Linked DNA regions of Sus scrofa: region 1 is linked to region 2. The links are chromatin contacts, called in public HiChIP or PLAC-seq maps. All regions are on one chromosome and are shown on one strand. Each heading gives the region's core, a stretch centred on a gene start, on an enhancer-like site or on the middle of the called end of the contact. The rest is flanking DNA. Distances are from core to core; before and after follow the strand shown.

Evidence for each region. HiChIP or PLAC-seq counts read pairs in DNA pulled down with a chosen protein or histone mark.
Region 1: a contact with region 2 is called in an H3K27ac HiChIP or PLAC-seq map of alveolar macrophages. The contact joins two enhancer-like sites. A contact is called at or near these places in 5 of 47 Hi-C or Micro-C datasets (embryonic fibroblasts, fetal heart ventricle, heart right ventricle and 1 more) and 1 of 2 datasets of contacts at active chromatin or transcription factors (alveolar macrophages).

The regions. Positions count from the first base shown.
Region 1 is chr3:55,829,250-55,837,017 of Sscrofa11.1, reverse strand. No RefSeq gene overlaps it. Among named protein-coding and RNA genes, the nearest start is that of INPP4A, 73 kb to the right of the region's middle. Within about 2 kb of position 2,632, at least 60 of the 83 cell types and tissues checked have an H3K27ac peak or open chromatin away from gene starts, as enhancers often do. A contact at or near this core is called in alveolar macrophages and skeletal muscle, where this site is marked.
Region 2 is chr3:55,727,248-55,735,015 of Sscrofa11.1, reverse strand. INPP4A (inositol polyphosphate-4-phosphatase type I A) reads left to right here. Exons shown (of 24, transcript NM_001143930.1): 16 at 1,661-1,693; 17 at 5,666-5,838; 18 at 6,631-6,754. Among named protein-coding and RNA genes, the nearest start is that of INPP4A, 29 kb to the left of the region's middle. Within about 2 kb of position 3,250, at least 19 of the 83 cell types and tissues checked have an H3K27ac peak or open chromatin away from gene starts, as enhancers often do. A contact at or near this core is called in alveolar macrophages and skeletal muscle, where this site is marked.

The DNA of each region.
Region 1 (7,768 bases), core at 1,383-3,882, 100 kb before region 2:
ATCTTTTTATTGATATTCTTTGTGTAAATTTGCTAATTATTATACAAAGATTATTCTCAAAATGCTGGGACCAATATGTCTTTATGGAGGGTCTCTGTATGTGTGTTGAGGCATGTCTGCATTACTCAGGCAAGCAATTTAAAACTCTGCCTTAGCCTTCATTTCTTGTTTGCTCAAAGCCTCAAGGTCAGTCAGAAGTGAGAGTATGGCCTTCTTAAGTCTTTCTTGTACATATGCGCAGTTGTACATGTGTGTAACCCTTTAGAGTCCCAGAAATGTGTCAAATCTTTCCAAAGTTCCCCCATGTACATCTTCCTCATTCTTTCAGGTTAATTGGCTCACTTCTTTCTAGCTCCACCTCATATTACCACCTTAGGCACCTGCACTACTAATAATTACTACTGATTGCTTTCAGCAAATGCCCTGTGGATAGGGCCATGTGCACCAAAATAAGCACTGAGTCAGGTCAATTAAAGACAAGCCCTGAGAATGGAGCTTTTCTAGCAAGCTGCCAGACCAGTCAAATAGTGACAATTCTCTGGGGATAGGGCTTTATGAAGTACTCCAAATCCTTTTTTGCCCTTGCAGTGGCTGTGAGGCTATGGTTTTTACAGCTGCTGTGGCAGCAGGGCTGTTGATTTTCAAGACTCCATATATTCTCTAGTGAAAACACATGTAAACATAAATATGTCGTATTTGATGGCCCCCAAAAGAAATTCTCATGTTTGTTGGTTCTAGTCCCCAAAATAGCACTCAGCTCTTAATTATCAAAATATAGCTTATCTCAATCAGCTTACTTATTGTATATAGGTTATCTAGTTTCACAGGTTTATCAGAATCCCCGGAGGGCTTATTAAAATACAAATTGCTTGGGCCCACTTTGAGTGTCTGATTCAGCACATCTAGTAAGTCAACATTTGGGGAATTTGCTTTTCTAGCAAGTTCTGAAAGGACATTAGTGCTGCTATTCGGGTACCACATGTTGAGAGTAGCTAAAGGATGCATATATTTTCCCACAGGCACACCTCTAGGATACTTTCTTCTTTCATGTTGTGATGCCTGGGGAATGCATAGCACCATATTTACTAACAAAATTTGCTCCTTTTTCTCTTGATAATGTTCACTCTGCGGTGAAATTGGGGCTTGTTCCTTGTCACACTGAAAATATGATTAATCTTTGTAAGATTATCCTGAATCACACAGCAGTAAAGTACAAATGTTATTGGAAGCCTGATCTTAATTCACTGTTTGTTACTATGCTAAATGAACAGTTGAACTTAGACTGCCTATTTTTAAATGTTTGTGAATTTAAATTTAAAACTAATGATTTAAAAATTCTCATGGCTTGATTAAAGTTAGCATGGCCATAAAATGTATTGTCTGAATATTTCTGAAAACACTTTTGAGACTGGAAGGGGACCCTACTGATAATTTTGCTGAGTAAAAGATGTAAACTGGGCTTGCCCCAGCTAAACCAGGTATGTTGGTCATTCTAATTTTAGAAAATAAACTATAAAAACATTTCCACATTTCCAGTTTGATTTTCTTGGCTTTAATTTTATACTGGGCTTATTTCTGTTAATATTTCTTTCCATTTATCTGAGGAAATAATAAAAATGGTTCCGTTAGTAAATTACTTCTCATAGGAATAAAATAAAAAGTCAGAAAAAAAAATTAAAGTTTAAAAAGTTTTATATTTACTTGTTTTTATTGCAGACCGTTGTTGGTTTTTGATGACGTGGGGAAGCTCGAATTTATTTCTATGATATTAGAGAATTTTTAAGTTTCATTTCTAACTAGTGAATGTCTTTTCTTCTTAAAGTAAATCATAAATGCCTGTTTTTATACCTGAAGGATGTAAGGTCCGACTGAGAAATGTTCTGGTTTACTCAATTAAAATCGTTTACATTTAAAAAATTTTGAGAACTTTTTTTTCTGATAAAGTTTAAAGACCTGAAGGTAAATGTTATATTCAGCCCAGTATTTACCCTTGCTCAAGCACAAATATTAAGGTTTATTAAACCTTCATATTAAAGTGAAGTTTTTCTTCCAAAACTTCTGACTATTCTGTTTCTCCCCCTCTATGGAAAAATAGGACTTTGGGAGGGAAGTTTAAGGAGCTGATATTTGAGAGTCTATCAAAGTAGATTTTATACAATATGCCAGGACAGCCTGAGAGGGTAGCGGTTTCTCTCTTCTTTTTGTTCATCTGTATCTTTAAAGTACGATTTTAATTTTTGCTTGTTTCTGGGTTGAATGTTTAGTTCCCCTAAACATTGCCAAGGTAGTGTGTAAGACCGCCCCAAGGGAGTCGCGCAGACACCGGTACACATGGCCAGAGCAGTTCCCTGTTCGCCGCTTTTCCCAGCAGCCTTCTTCCTCGGGGATGCATCCGGGCCTTAGAAGCCTCAGTATATGTGATGGCGAAAATGCCACGATCTTATTAAGTCAGAAGTTCAAGAACTCTTTGCAGGCGATTCGGTCACAGCTGAAAGTGGGTGTTAGAGGAACGCGGGAGAAGTCAGCGTGAGCCGCCGCGGAGGAGGACCAGCTGGGTGGGGGTGGCCGGGATCGGGCGTGGGGGCGGCCCAAGGAACGCGCATGCGCGGTGAGGGGGCGGGGCCGGGGCGGGGCTGGCGTGGCCTCCAGAGCGGTAGCAGCGGCGGTGGCGGCGGCGGCAGCAGCGGGTCTGGGGCGGCAGCAGCGGCTCTGGGGCTGCAGCGCGGGCGACGGGTTCGCGGCTAGGCTGGGCGCCGCGGGCTGGGGTAGGAGGACCAGTATTTGGAGCCAGGCCGCCGTCCACGACGTGGCGACCGAGCGACGGCGCTGCTGCTGCGGGACTCGAGCGCGCGGCCCGGCGGGACCGAGAACGGCGGGGCGGCAGGGCGTGGGCGCCGCGGGCCGGGACGCGCCAGGTAGGTGCTCCGGACCGGGCCGGGCCGGGTGCGAGGGAGGGGGGCCGAACCGGCGGCTACGAGCCTCCGGGGACCGGGATGCTTCTCGGGCGGAACGGGGCGCGGCGCGCATCCAGACACCCGGCGCGCGGGACGCGGACGGCGCCGCGGTTGTCATGGAAATCGTGCAGCCTAGCGGTTCCCCGGTGGTGGCGTCTCGGGGAACAGCCCGACCCTGGCGATCCCTAGCTGGATGACGCCCCGGGCGCCTCGGGCTGAGGGGAGTGCGGTGCTGGCGCGGGCGGCGGGGAGCCGGGATGCGGGACGCAGCGCTGGTCTTGGTGCGTCTCCAGGGCTGGATCTAGTGACTCCAGACGCTGAAGGCCTCGCGGTGTTTCGAGTGTAAACAGAACCGGGTAAAAATAAACATGCACCTGGGTCCCCATGCTTCAAACTCTTCCCTTTAATGCCGGCCCACAGCCCCTGACAACATTTCTGCCATCTTTGCTGTTGACATTTTGTTTCTTTATGGCTTTGCTAGTCAAGGAATTGAGGCCTGAGAAACCTCAGGGATCTGAGACCCTCTCTTGCAAAGCTAGTCATGAATGTGCAGGCCATAGAAGATTGAAACACTTAAAACGTCAACGGTTAATTTATGTCTTTGTGGGCGAAGGGAGTGGTGATGAGCTTTGCTCTCCCTCCCCTTGTCGCCTGCCCTCTGACATTACATAATGATGTGTTCCTCCTGCTCCGAGTTTATCCATAATGACAGATCATGAAAATAGTCCTCTGGGTAAGAAAAAAGTATGGGCAGTTGTAAAGCCCATCTTCTTGTCTTTGGCTTTGCCACTGAATGTGTTTTGGGTTGGGGCAGTGCATTAGAGGCGAATTTGATTTCCCACCTGCCCCTTAGGGCCTCTAAACCAAAGGAATAGGGGATGGGGAGGTGGTTTGAATTTTGCGGTGAAATTCTGCCTGATTCATCTCTGTTCAGTAGATTGTGTGGACTGAGGGCAGGCCGTGGGGTTGGAGACTGAACAGGCTGACTAGGATGTGAATTCTGCATCTGCCAGTTGCTAACTTTGGCTCTCTATTTTCTCATCTCTGGCAGGTGAGAACTGAACTTGCTTTCCAGAGTTTGTTTTGGAATCTAGATGCGATTGGCGTTGGTAACATAGAATAGCTATAGGTTGTCCTTGGATGAAACCCAATTTGTCTTTGGGAAAACAGGCTAACAGGACTTTTTGTCTTTGGATGTAGGCTAGGGCCTTTGTTTTGGGGGTTCTTTGCTGAAATGTTTACTCCTGGAAGATTCAGTTCACTGGTTTCTTTGAAGGAAGTTGGTCCCACGTGGGAAGATCAGTGTGATTGGTCTGTAGGAGGGTTGGTGTCAGAAGACCATGAAGCTGTCCCAGGGGTGATGTGGCATTTCCATGGAGCCCACAAGGCCTTGTTTCTGTGGTGTCTTGTCAGCAAGCCTCTGAAGTAATAAGCCAAAGTTACAGCTACAGGGAGGGTTTGCTCTGAGGACAAGGCTTAAAGGAATGAATGCTGGACAAATTCAAAGAGGAAGCAGAGCCTTTGTTTCTATTGAGTTCAGTGGTAGAATTAGTTGTGCTAATTCTACAGGCTACTTACCTATTTTTCATAAGGCTTATGATATCTCAGTGTGTTTATCTGCTCAGGTACAAGTCCTTTCTCCCAGCTAGATTCAAAGTCAGGAGTAGACAGTATATCTCATTGCTTTTGGAAACTGGATATTTTCTTGTATTGCTGTTAAACTGAATGCCATTAATTTTTTGTTTTATATTTTGTTTTATTGCACCTGTGGGATACAGGAGTTCCTGGCCAGGGATTGAACCTGCACCACAGCAGTGACCTGAGCCACAGCAATGACATACCAGATCCTTGGCTGCTAGGCTACCAGAGAACTCCCGCCATTAGTTTTGTTTTGCTTTAAGGCCTCACCTGAGACATATGGAAGTTCCCTGGTGGGGGTCGAATCAGAGCTACAGCTGCCGGCCTACACCACAGCCACAGCAACTTGAGCCTCATCTGTGACCTACACCACAGCTCATGGGCAACACTGGATCATTTAACGCACTGAGCAAGGCCAGGGATCGAACCTGCATCCTCATGAATGCTAGTTTGATTCGTTTCCACTGAGCCATGATGGGAACTCCCTGCCATTAATATTTTTTCTATAAATCACTTTAAAGGAAAGGATGAAATAAAATAATATACGTGAGAAGTTGTAAGCTGTAAAGCCAGAGAGAGACAGGATGTGTATGACGAAATTATTGACCCTTCAAGTCCCTTTAGCCAGCTACCTACCTGGGAGCATTCTCCTCAGCCAAGCAAATCTACAAATGCACCAGAGGAATGTTACGAAAACGTGTGGGACCAGCTGACCCCCACCACCCATAGTAAGACAGACTAGGGGGGAGACTTTGGACCAAGGCCATATTATCCTAGTTTCTTGTGAAAAACTCCTGTATGGATTATGTATTCCATCATCAGCTACTCAGTGTGTCAGGATGCTTTGGCTTTCACCAAGGGAAGAACTGCACAAATCTGCAGTGAAGAAGGCTTGATTATGTCTTTGCTTCTTCTGTGAAGCTTGATTGATGAGCTAGTCTTGAGAGATCCCGCAAAACAGCCTTTTTCAGGGTGCTGGAACAGAAGCTCTGTGAGGAGAGCAAATTCAGGGGAAACCAGTATTAATACCAGGCAGGGCAGACCTGCTTCATTTTGTCTCTGTGCTTTTAAGGAAAGTGCCATTGTGAACTTAATCTATAGGAATTTACCTCTATTTCTATGGATATGCATACCTAGCTCTCAAAATATTTTTTGATACTATTTCAGATTCATTGAAAAGTTGCAAGAATAATCCAAAGAGTTTCCAGATAGTCTTTACCCACATGTTGACATTTGCTTTATCCTCGCTCCTATTTGTGTGTGTGATGACTTTTCTCTGCAAAGGTTAATGGTAGGTTGCAGACTTGATACACTTTGACCTCTAAATACTTTGTTGTATATTTCATGAAAACCAGGACATTTTCTTACACAACAGCAGTATGATTATTAAAAATCAGGAACAGGAAATGTTGATACAACACTCTAATCTGCAGGTCTTTTTCACATCTTACCTGTAGCCCCTTCAGAGCAAAAGGAAATCCAAGATTATGTGTTGCATTAGAATCAAACTGTCTCTTGAGTCTCCTTTATTCTGGAACAATTCTTGAGGGTCAGCCTATGTATCTCATGACTTTGGCATTGACATTTTTGAAGACAGCTGCCTGTGTTTTGGATAATGTCTCTCTCCTTGGGTGTGCCTGCGGTTTCCTCCTGCTCAGTTTCGCATTATGCACTTTTGGCAGGTCTAGCACAGGATGATACCGCAGCTGTCCCAGGCTGTCCCACAGTGGGGCACAGACTGTCAATGAGTCCATTCACTGGCCTAACTTTGATCACATGATTAAGGTGATGTCTGCCAGGCTCCCTCAGGGAAAGTTACCTTTTTTCCCTTTGTCAATAATATGTATCTCATAGTAAGAGCACTTGAGACTGTGTAACTATACTGCTCCTCCTCATACTTTTCACGGACTAGTTTCAGAATCCATTGATGATTCTTCCCCAGATAGTTATGATAGGTGACAGATGGTGATTTTCTAATTCCACATTTCTGTCTACACTTAGTGGTTGGAATTGTACTAAAAGGAAGAACTTTACTTTCTCCCTCATTTCCCCTTTGATTTATGTCACTGTACTCATGAATTCCTGCTTTATGCAATAGATTATGGTTTGGTATGCTCATTATTCATTTTGTTGCTTCAGTTGTCCCAGACTTGGCCTTCAGGATCCCCTTCCAGCTGGCTCTTACGTCCTTTTGACATGTCCTTATCATTCTCCATGAACTTCTTTGCTTTCTGGGGCAAAACCTTCAGGACTCAGCTTGTACTTGCAGACATTTCTCCAGAGTCCAGGTTCATTTCAGTGGAGAATGACATTTACAAACCCAGATCTGGAGAGTTCCCATCATGGATCAGTGGAAATGAATCTGACTGTATCCATGAGGATGCAGTTTCGATCTCTGGCCTTGCTCAGTGGGTTAAGGATCCTGCGTTGCCCTGAGTTGTGGTGTAGGTCGCAGATGTGGATCAGGTCCCGAGTTGCTGTGGCTATGGTGTAGGCCAGAAGCTACAGCTCCGATTCCAACTCTAGCCTGGAAACCTCCATATGCCATGGGTGTGGCGCTAAAAAAAGAAAAAAAAAATTAAAACCCAGATCTGGGAGTTCCTGTTGTGGCTCAGTGGTAAGGAACCCAACTAGAATCTGTGAGGACTCAGGTTTGAACCCGGCCTTGCTCAGTGTCTTAAGGATCTGGGGTTGTCGTGAGCTGTGGTGTAGGCTGGCAGCTGCATCTCTGATTTGACCCCTAGCCTGGGAACTTTCATATGCTGTGGGTGCGGCCCTAAAAAGCAAAAAAAAAAAAAAAAAAAAAAACCAAACCAGAAAACCCCCCACGAAAAACCAAACCTAGATCTGTGTGTTCCTTGCTGCTTCTTGCCGCTTCAGTGGACAAATGTTCTTATCATGAACATAAATAGAGGCATATTATATCAAATTTTCTCTGATTTGCTTTTTGAATTTAATGCTATGTCCTGAAGATCTCTGTGTCCTGACAAGAAAAGTTGGGTCTGTATTCCAGAGTGTGGGTGTACCATAAATTACTTGACTGTCCTTTATTGCTGGCTGTTTCCAATTTTCTGCTCTAAAAATAGTGGGGAATCTGTGAGACACATCATTGTCAACACAAATATCTCTGTTTTCTAGATTCCCTAGAGGCAGAATTTCTGGGTTAAAGCATAGTA
Region 2 (7,768 bases), core at 2,001-4,500:
CTTGGGAAGGTGTTGGTGCTCTTCATTCCAGTTCTCTACCTTGTCCTGGGCCCTTGGTTTTCATCTTTCATCAAGGAGCCACCCCACCTCAGCCTTGCCTGATGGGCGGGGATCACCCAGGGCCAGGGCTCTGCAGGACCCCCTGACCAGTCCCTTGGCACCCCACCCCACCAGAATTGGGTAATTTCCATTCCCTTCTCCTGCGCTCATCATCCTCTAAGAGCTATTCAAGCCCCAGACCAGGTTTCTCTCAACTCGAAGTTTGGGTTGTACCCCGGGTGGGTGTACCCTGCATTAGTGCTGAAATCTCCAGTGCTTGGAGCAGTCCATACTGTCATCAAATCTCAAGGGACTCTGTGACCTAGGACCACCAGAGGAGACCGCTCCCCCTCCCGTTTGATTGAAAGATGAATTTACCCAGAGGGTTGAACCCTGGATACCTTCTCAGGCGTGGTCCCAGCCCAGCTGTTAGGGATCACCACGGATCATGAAAACAGGCTTTGCAACCCTTCTCCTCATAGAGACTCTTGGAGGAAGGGTTATGGTGAGGCAGAGATCTGTATTTTTTCCAAGGCCTGGGGTAATTGTGATTTTAGCCAGACAGATGTTCAAGAGTCACTTCTCTGCCACATGCCACCCCATAGTGGTCCCCCTCTTTGTTAAGTAGATGATCTCAGGATATCTGAGCTCTGATGTAGAAGCTGGAGTCTTCTGTTCACAGAGGCCTTTCATTTTGCTCTATTTCTGTCCCCTTGGCCAGTTAAGAAGTCATTGCCAAAGACGATTAGAGAGAAGATCCCTTGCCACTGCCCTTCCGGACAATCCAGGTTGTAAAGTCTTCATTCAGCTGGTTCTGGCTATTCTTGGGGACCTGAAACCCACCCATATCAATACCCTAACACATTCTTCTTGAGACATGAAATAAAACTTGAGACATAAAATAAACGTTTACTCACAGGGATCCCTTTCGAAACCTTTTTCTTTGAGGTGGCACACCCAGTTAACTAGAAATTGTAGGATTTTTAAGAGAAGGAGGGAGACTAAAACGAGTACTTCCCAAAGTGACTCAGCAGAGGTGAAGCGAATTAAACTTGGGATTCTTCGAGGGACCTGGAGGGACATTCTGATTCTAGGCTTTTGTCCATCCCAAAGGTTCTGCATTTGTTTTCCACATGAAAGATTGGCAGGGATGTGTTTGGTATATGGATTTCATGACTGGATCCTAACCTTTAGGATCTCAGCAGTTGACCTTTGGCCCAGGTTCCGCAGTCAGGGCAGTGCGCTCTGAACTGGACACTCCATTCACTAGTCATTCTCTCTCACTGCAAGTTTTGCTTCCAGCTGTCATGAGCCACCATGGGCTCTGGCACATACAGTGTGATGGACGTGGGGCTCTATCGCATTGTGACGTGTCAGCATTTTATGTTGCCGTATCAGCAACATGAGTGTTTATGGCAGTGAATTGGGCAGTGAGCCCCAGGAAGCCCAGCCACCGTCGTGTGACTTCTTGGGAAGAGGCAGGCTGGCCCCAACCTCTTCTCCAGTCAGTCGGGCCAGCTTACTGCCAGCTGCTGCTGCAGTTGCACTAAGCATTGAGTTGTTGGTGTTTGAACTGTGTGCTGCTCCTTAATCATCCATGTCACCCTCCATTTCTGTGCAGATTGCAGTCCCCCTCCTGAAGAGGCCAGCCCAGGTACGTGGTTTCCGTTCAAGGCTTCTGCAGATGCCTTTTTAATACTCAGGTTGTGTCTGTAGCAAATTGTCAAAGATGATCTTGTACTCTGAGTGTTAGGAAAATATTTTAGGAGTTGCTTCATGTAGCAACTCTTGCTAGGTTTGGTGAGAGGCTGGCCAGTCGGGCTGGGGGCCAAGGCTGGAAGTCATATGGGGGCTCATGCCTTTTCTCACTTTCCCATCCTAAAACCTTCTCAGACGACTAGTGTCCGTGAGCGCATTGGGCTTCGGAAAGAGGGTGGCCTGTTAGGAGAGGTCCATGTTTGTAAACGAGGCTTCCTATGGTTTCCCCTGAACTTGCAAGCGTTACAAGGGGAGGGGTCACCAAAAAAGTTGCACCCTTGCAGATACTGCAACTCTGGAATCACACCGCATCTGCTCCGCTGAGTCTGGCTGCAGCCTTAGAATTCCTGTCAGGCACTGCCGTGGGCTGCAGGTGCCATTAACACTCACCGTGGCATCTTCCTGCTGCGTTTGCATGTAGAAATCAACGTTTATGGCTCAGCTCAGGCCAGATCCCATCCACTGCCTGCTCCTGTAAATACCTTTTTCCTGGAAATGAGTCAGGCCCATTCATTCACATCCGTCCATGGCTGCTTTTGCAAGGCAATGCCAGTGTTGCAACAGAGACCCCGTGGCCTCCAAAGCCTAAAAGATGTACTGTCTAGCCCTTTACAGAACAAATGTGCCGACCCCTGCTCTAATTCATATTTTATTCCCTGGATGTGACCTGTGGTTTTCCCAGGGTGAGCATGAGACACCCCCCCAAATATAGTGCTGCCTTTTTTTTTCCCCTTAAACTCCAGAAAAGCAGCTACCCAGTCAGCCTGAGGATTACATGTTCTTGACTGGATGTAAATCTAACTTAGCAGGATACCTGCTTTACAGTTAGAGTGCAGTAAGCTGCAATTGTGTGATTTTCCACACTCTGCCCGGCAGCTGTGACCTCAGCTTGGCTTGCTGCGCTGACCCCAGAGCCCCATTCGGAGTTGGCTCATCGCTGGGCAATCTGCTACCTCATAAACCCCACTGTTTGCTTTCAGCGCCTCAGTTTCTCTCTTCCTAGAAGTCAGTCTGGCCCTGAGCGGGTCTCCAGTTCCAGGGCTGGACCTTCTGGATCTCTGAGGCCTGGTCCCTGCACAGGCAGTTAGCTGGTGCCTCCCCTTCCAGTGCCTCTCCTGGTCTGGGCCTCCTCCTCCTTGTTGTCTGCCTCCTCTGTTCCCCATCAGCTTACCTCCATAGCAGGCCAGTGCCTGCACCCTGCTCCATCTCCCCTGAGCCCATGGCAGGGACATCAGGGACCATCCCTGGCAGTTAAGGGAAGGGCTGGGGGCCGCCCGTGCCTGCCCCGTAGTGGGTGGGGGCACACTCAGCCCTGGGTGTCCTGCAGTTTGCAGAATTGGCGGGAAGTCGGGTGGGTCCCCAGCCCATGCGCAGACAGGGCCTGGCTTGTGTAACTCTGCTCATTTTGTCAGCTGGGCCATTTCCAGCTCTGGTGGCTTGTCCACAGTTGATGTCAGATGGATGAAAATGGACCCTGCCAAGAGTTCCTTTAGCTCTTCCCACAGAGCTGTATTGAGTCAGAGTGAAGACACACACATTTCCTCTGTCTCCCTACTTCCTTCCTCTCTCTCCTGTTAATATAGTTAAAAAAAAAAAAAAAATCCCAGATAGAAGTTATCTGAAGTACATGGTCCTGGCATGGCTACCAGCCAGTGAATGTTCCAGGAGAGCAGCTGGCCGAGGCGCTCACCCCAAAGGGGAACCAGCTGTGTCACAGAGGAGACTGCTTAATCACTGTGTTTTTTTTTTTTTTTTTTTTCGTTTTTTTTTTTTTAATAGCAAGACTTTTTTATTTTTTTAATTTTATTGGAGCATGGTTGAATAGGAAGACGTTCTTGACGCAAGAGGCAGAGTAAACCTCTCCCTTCACCAGCCTTAACATCCCAGACATCTGTCCTTAACTCACTTCCGGTAGCGTCTCATCACTGTCACTGAAGTTTATTTTGTTTGGAAGTTTTACATTTTGGTTTTTCTTCATGTTGACCTAAAATGTTCTCTCTCCAACCACTCCTCGCTACATAGTCAGACATGCACCCAAACAGCACTTCTTTTTGCGTGTCTGCACAGACACTGAGCCCGTTCTCTTCCCACGTTAACAACCTTGTCTCTGTAGATTAAATGAGAAACCGATCAGGGAGGGAAGCACTGTCTGGTATTGTGGACGTGGTGGTTCCTGCTCTCATTGAACCCTGCAGCCATCCAGCTGTTCCCTCTGGCCCAGGGTTGCACCTCTTCTCTGGTGCCTTTAAACATTCTTCCAATATGATGGTTTTTTCCAGTGGATTTTTTGTTTGTTTGTTTGGTTGGTTTTTCCTTCCTCTAGGTAGCAAAACTGAATCATTCTTACATGGGTTTTGTCTAAACAGAAATTGGCAAAGTCAAAAATTTTTTGCATAGAGAGCTTGCTTAGTCAGATAGGTCTCCTTGTATACCCTGATCATTTGCAGGTTTAAATGATCACAGTTTGCCTATAAATTACACAGATATTCAGGTGAAGTAGAAAAGCAAAGTGAAATTGGCAGCTTTGCTCTAAGAGCAGGTACTTCTTAGGTAAAGAGTATTCTTAAGGACTGCCTCCCTTTCCCCAAACTTTTTAGTTACTAAAACTTAATGGTCATTGGCCTTTTTATTTGCTGAATATAATTGACATGGGTTCAACCGAGTCCTTCAAAGAGACAAAAACATGGTCTCTGAGAATATTAGAGGAAGAAAGAGACATGGGTGTGGTCAGTTACAGCCACCCTGTTTGACTGAGAAGGACCCTATGGCTGGGGAGCAGCTAGGGCCCAGCACGGCTCAGTGGTGGCTGGGGCCTGGGACTCACATTTTCCACTCCTCCATCCAGGGTTCTTTGTCACCATGATTTATTTTCAAAGACCTTTCTAAATTTAAGCCTGCTTGTTTCCATTAAAGATCTGAATCCTTGTCCACATACAGCAAGCCTGCATATACACTTAGATCATTTCCACATTTTGAGTTGCTACATAGACTTGAAAATCTGCGTTAACCAAACACTGAATACAGGGAGGTCCTTGGAAAGCTTTTTTAAACAAAGAGTGAGGCACCTGGGTTGAGAGAGCAGAGCCACGGCTCCCTTCTCTCTCTCCAAGTTTCTGTTTATCTGAGATGAGCGACAGCCCGGGTGTGCAGTGCCCTACCCTCAGAGGGCATGCTGCACGGGCTGCTGCCCCCGGTTTTGGGGGCGCTCAGCCAGAGGTAATGACCCAGTGCCCCTTGCTGGTAACAATAAAATGATGGGGCATATCTTCTCTTTTAAATGTCTTCTCAATAGGAAGGGGGAAAAGAGCCAAAACCAAAAAAGCCTTTCACCGTGTTTTCTTCCCCTAGGTTCTATTTTTAAAAAGTTGTTGCGATGGGGTCAGAGTTTCCTTATGTTCCAAAACCCAAAAACTTCAGCTTGAAATAGATGGCACGGGGCAGGAAGGTGGGGTGGGGAGGAGGGGACGCCGAGGACTGGACACGCGGACGCTGCGGGGCCGGGCCCTTCCCTGGACCCAGACCAAGCCCAGCTGCGCTCCTTGCTGCTGGATCCAGAGGAGCAAGAGGACAGGTCTCGCCCCACACAGGAGTGGTGGTGTCATGGGAGAGGCCTGGCCTCTGCAGACAGCATGTTTCCTCGCTCAGTCCTAACTCCCAGAAGCCTATCACTTTGCTCGGGACTAGTCACAAGTGCCACTGTGTCCCAGGGGGTGGGGAGAGCAGACGGGCGTCACCACACCCTGGGTTGGGCTGATGCTGAGTTTGCTGAGAAGCTTCCGGCTAGTGGGGTGGAGGCAGGGGCGGAGTGCGGGTGGGGGCCGGGGGCCTTGCAGGCCCTTCCTTCTGAGCTGACCCTTCCTCGTGCCAGGTGAGTGGAGCGAGGCCCTGTACCCGCTGCTGACCACCCTCACAGACTGCGTGGCCATGATGAGCGACAAGGCCAAGAAGGCCATGGTCTTCCTGCTCATGCAGGACAGCGCGCCCACCATCGCCACCTTCCTGAGCCTGCAGTACCGCCGTGACGTGGTCTTCTGCCAGACGGTGAGTCCTGACTCGGTGGCCAGCCTTGCCCTTGGGCGCAGAGAGAGGAGCCTAGGGTTTGTGGCCCTGTGCCACCTGCGCCTTTTCCCTATGAAGAGGTGTGTTAAGGGAGACATGCAATCTGTTTTCTTGTTTATAAAACAGCAGATGTCAGGGCGGCTCCCACAGCTCTGTTCTCGTGATTTCTCTCAGCAGAGGGAAGGCCTTCAATGAGTGTCAGTTGACAGATGCCAGGAATCTGATTAGCAGTTAAGGGCAGCGCAGGCTCGGGTTCTCGGCAGTCCTCTCCCATCCCGCGAGGCCCAGGATGTGCCCAGGAAGCCTTCTGCTTGTGGAGGGATCTTTCTCCACGTCTGTTCCTCCCTGAGCACCTTGGTTTCCAGCCAGAGCTGGTCTGAATCTGTGGGCATTAAGGCCCTTCCTTTTACTGTGGGGAAATAATTCTGGGCTTCCAGTAGGTTCTGGCCCAGGAGTGACCCTAAGTTCAGGCCCGAAGCAGAGTCCAAACCAGACTCACGTTTGGGAGCCCCAGGAGCAGCGAGTCTAGCCACCCCCCCAACTCATAGCCCCTGTGGCCACTGCCTTCCTGTGGCCTCTGCCACCACCCCCCGACCGTGGCTTCTGCCTCCCCGCCATGGCCACTGCCTCCCTGTGGCCTCCCCCCTCAGGGTCCCAGAGCCAGGCGCTTCCCACCTCAGGATCCGAGGAGGGGCTGCAGCAGGATGAGCAGTGTGGGCAGAGGGACCTGGATCCGGGAGGAGTGCGAGGTGAGGTGGTGTCTGTCCCCCATAGCTGACTGCGCTCATCTGTGGCTTCATCATCAAGCTGAGGAACTGCCTGCATGACGATGGCTTCCTGCGGCAGCTCTACACCATCGGGCTGCTTGCCCAGTTCGAGAGCCTGCTGAGCACCTACGGTGAGATCCCAGGGCCCCAGAGCCGTCAGCACCTTGTGTGTGAGCTGGCCTCTCTCCCCGAGTCTTTTTCTGATTACACAGGTAACATTTGCTGATTAAAATATATCCAAACATCCCCCAAATACATAACAAGGAACAAGTAAAAGTTCTGTGTATGGAGTTCCCGTCGTGGTGGAGTGGTTAACAAATCCGACTAGGAACCATGAGGTTGCAGGTTCGATCCCTGGCCTTGCTCAGTGGGTTAACGATCTGGTATTGCCATGAGCTATGGTGTAGGTCACAGACATGGTTCAGATCCCTCATTGCTGTGACTGTGGTGCAGGCCGGCAGCTACAGCTCCGACACGACCCCTAGCCTGGGAACCTCCATATGCCACGAGAGAAAATGGCAAAAAGACAAAAAAAAAAAAAAAAAAAAAAAAAAAAAGTTCTGTTGTTACACACACAGATACACACACACAGCCCCCTTGGTTTCTTTGTTACCCATCACGAAGATCTTTCTGGTGAAGGATGGGTGATAATTATGAACACATTCACTTCCCGTAAGACATCTGGGCCGTTTCTGAATTGTTCCTATTAAAACATCTCTGCTCGTAAGTTTTTGTGTGCTTGTGGCCCATTTCTGCACCCACCAAATTATTCGAAGGCAACTTGCCGGGTCGAAAAGCAGAATATTTAAAAATGTATTGATATTCCAAATTTTCTGTTAATTTCTTCTTAGAAGATAAAAATAGATACTTTTTAAAAAAGGATCTGTTAATCTTTGGAGTTATAAGACATTGAAGAAATACCAAAAGATCTAAAGCATACCACGAGATCGCAGTACCTAAAGAGCCAGCTTTGCCTTCCAAGGTTCCTGTGTGTCGGGGTCTCCCCCGCACCCCCACACTTCCTTCGCCAGGAAAGAGCCCACCAGCTGTGCTTTTGAAGGGGACTGTGGGATTTGAATAGCGGGGCTTACTCCTAGAGAAGTGAGTCACTTGGAAGACACCCCCCAGCCCTCATCCCTGTCACA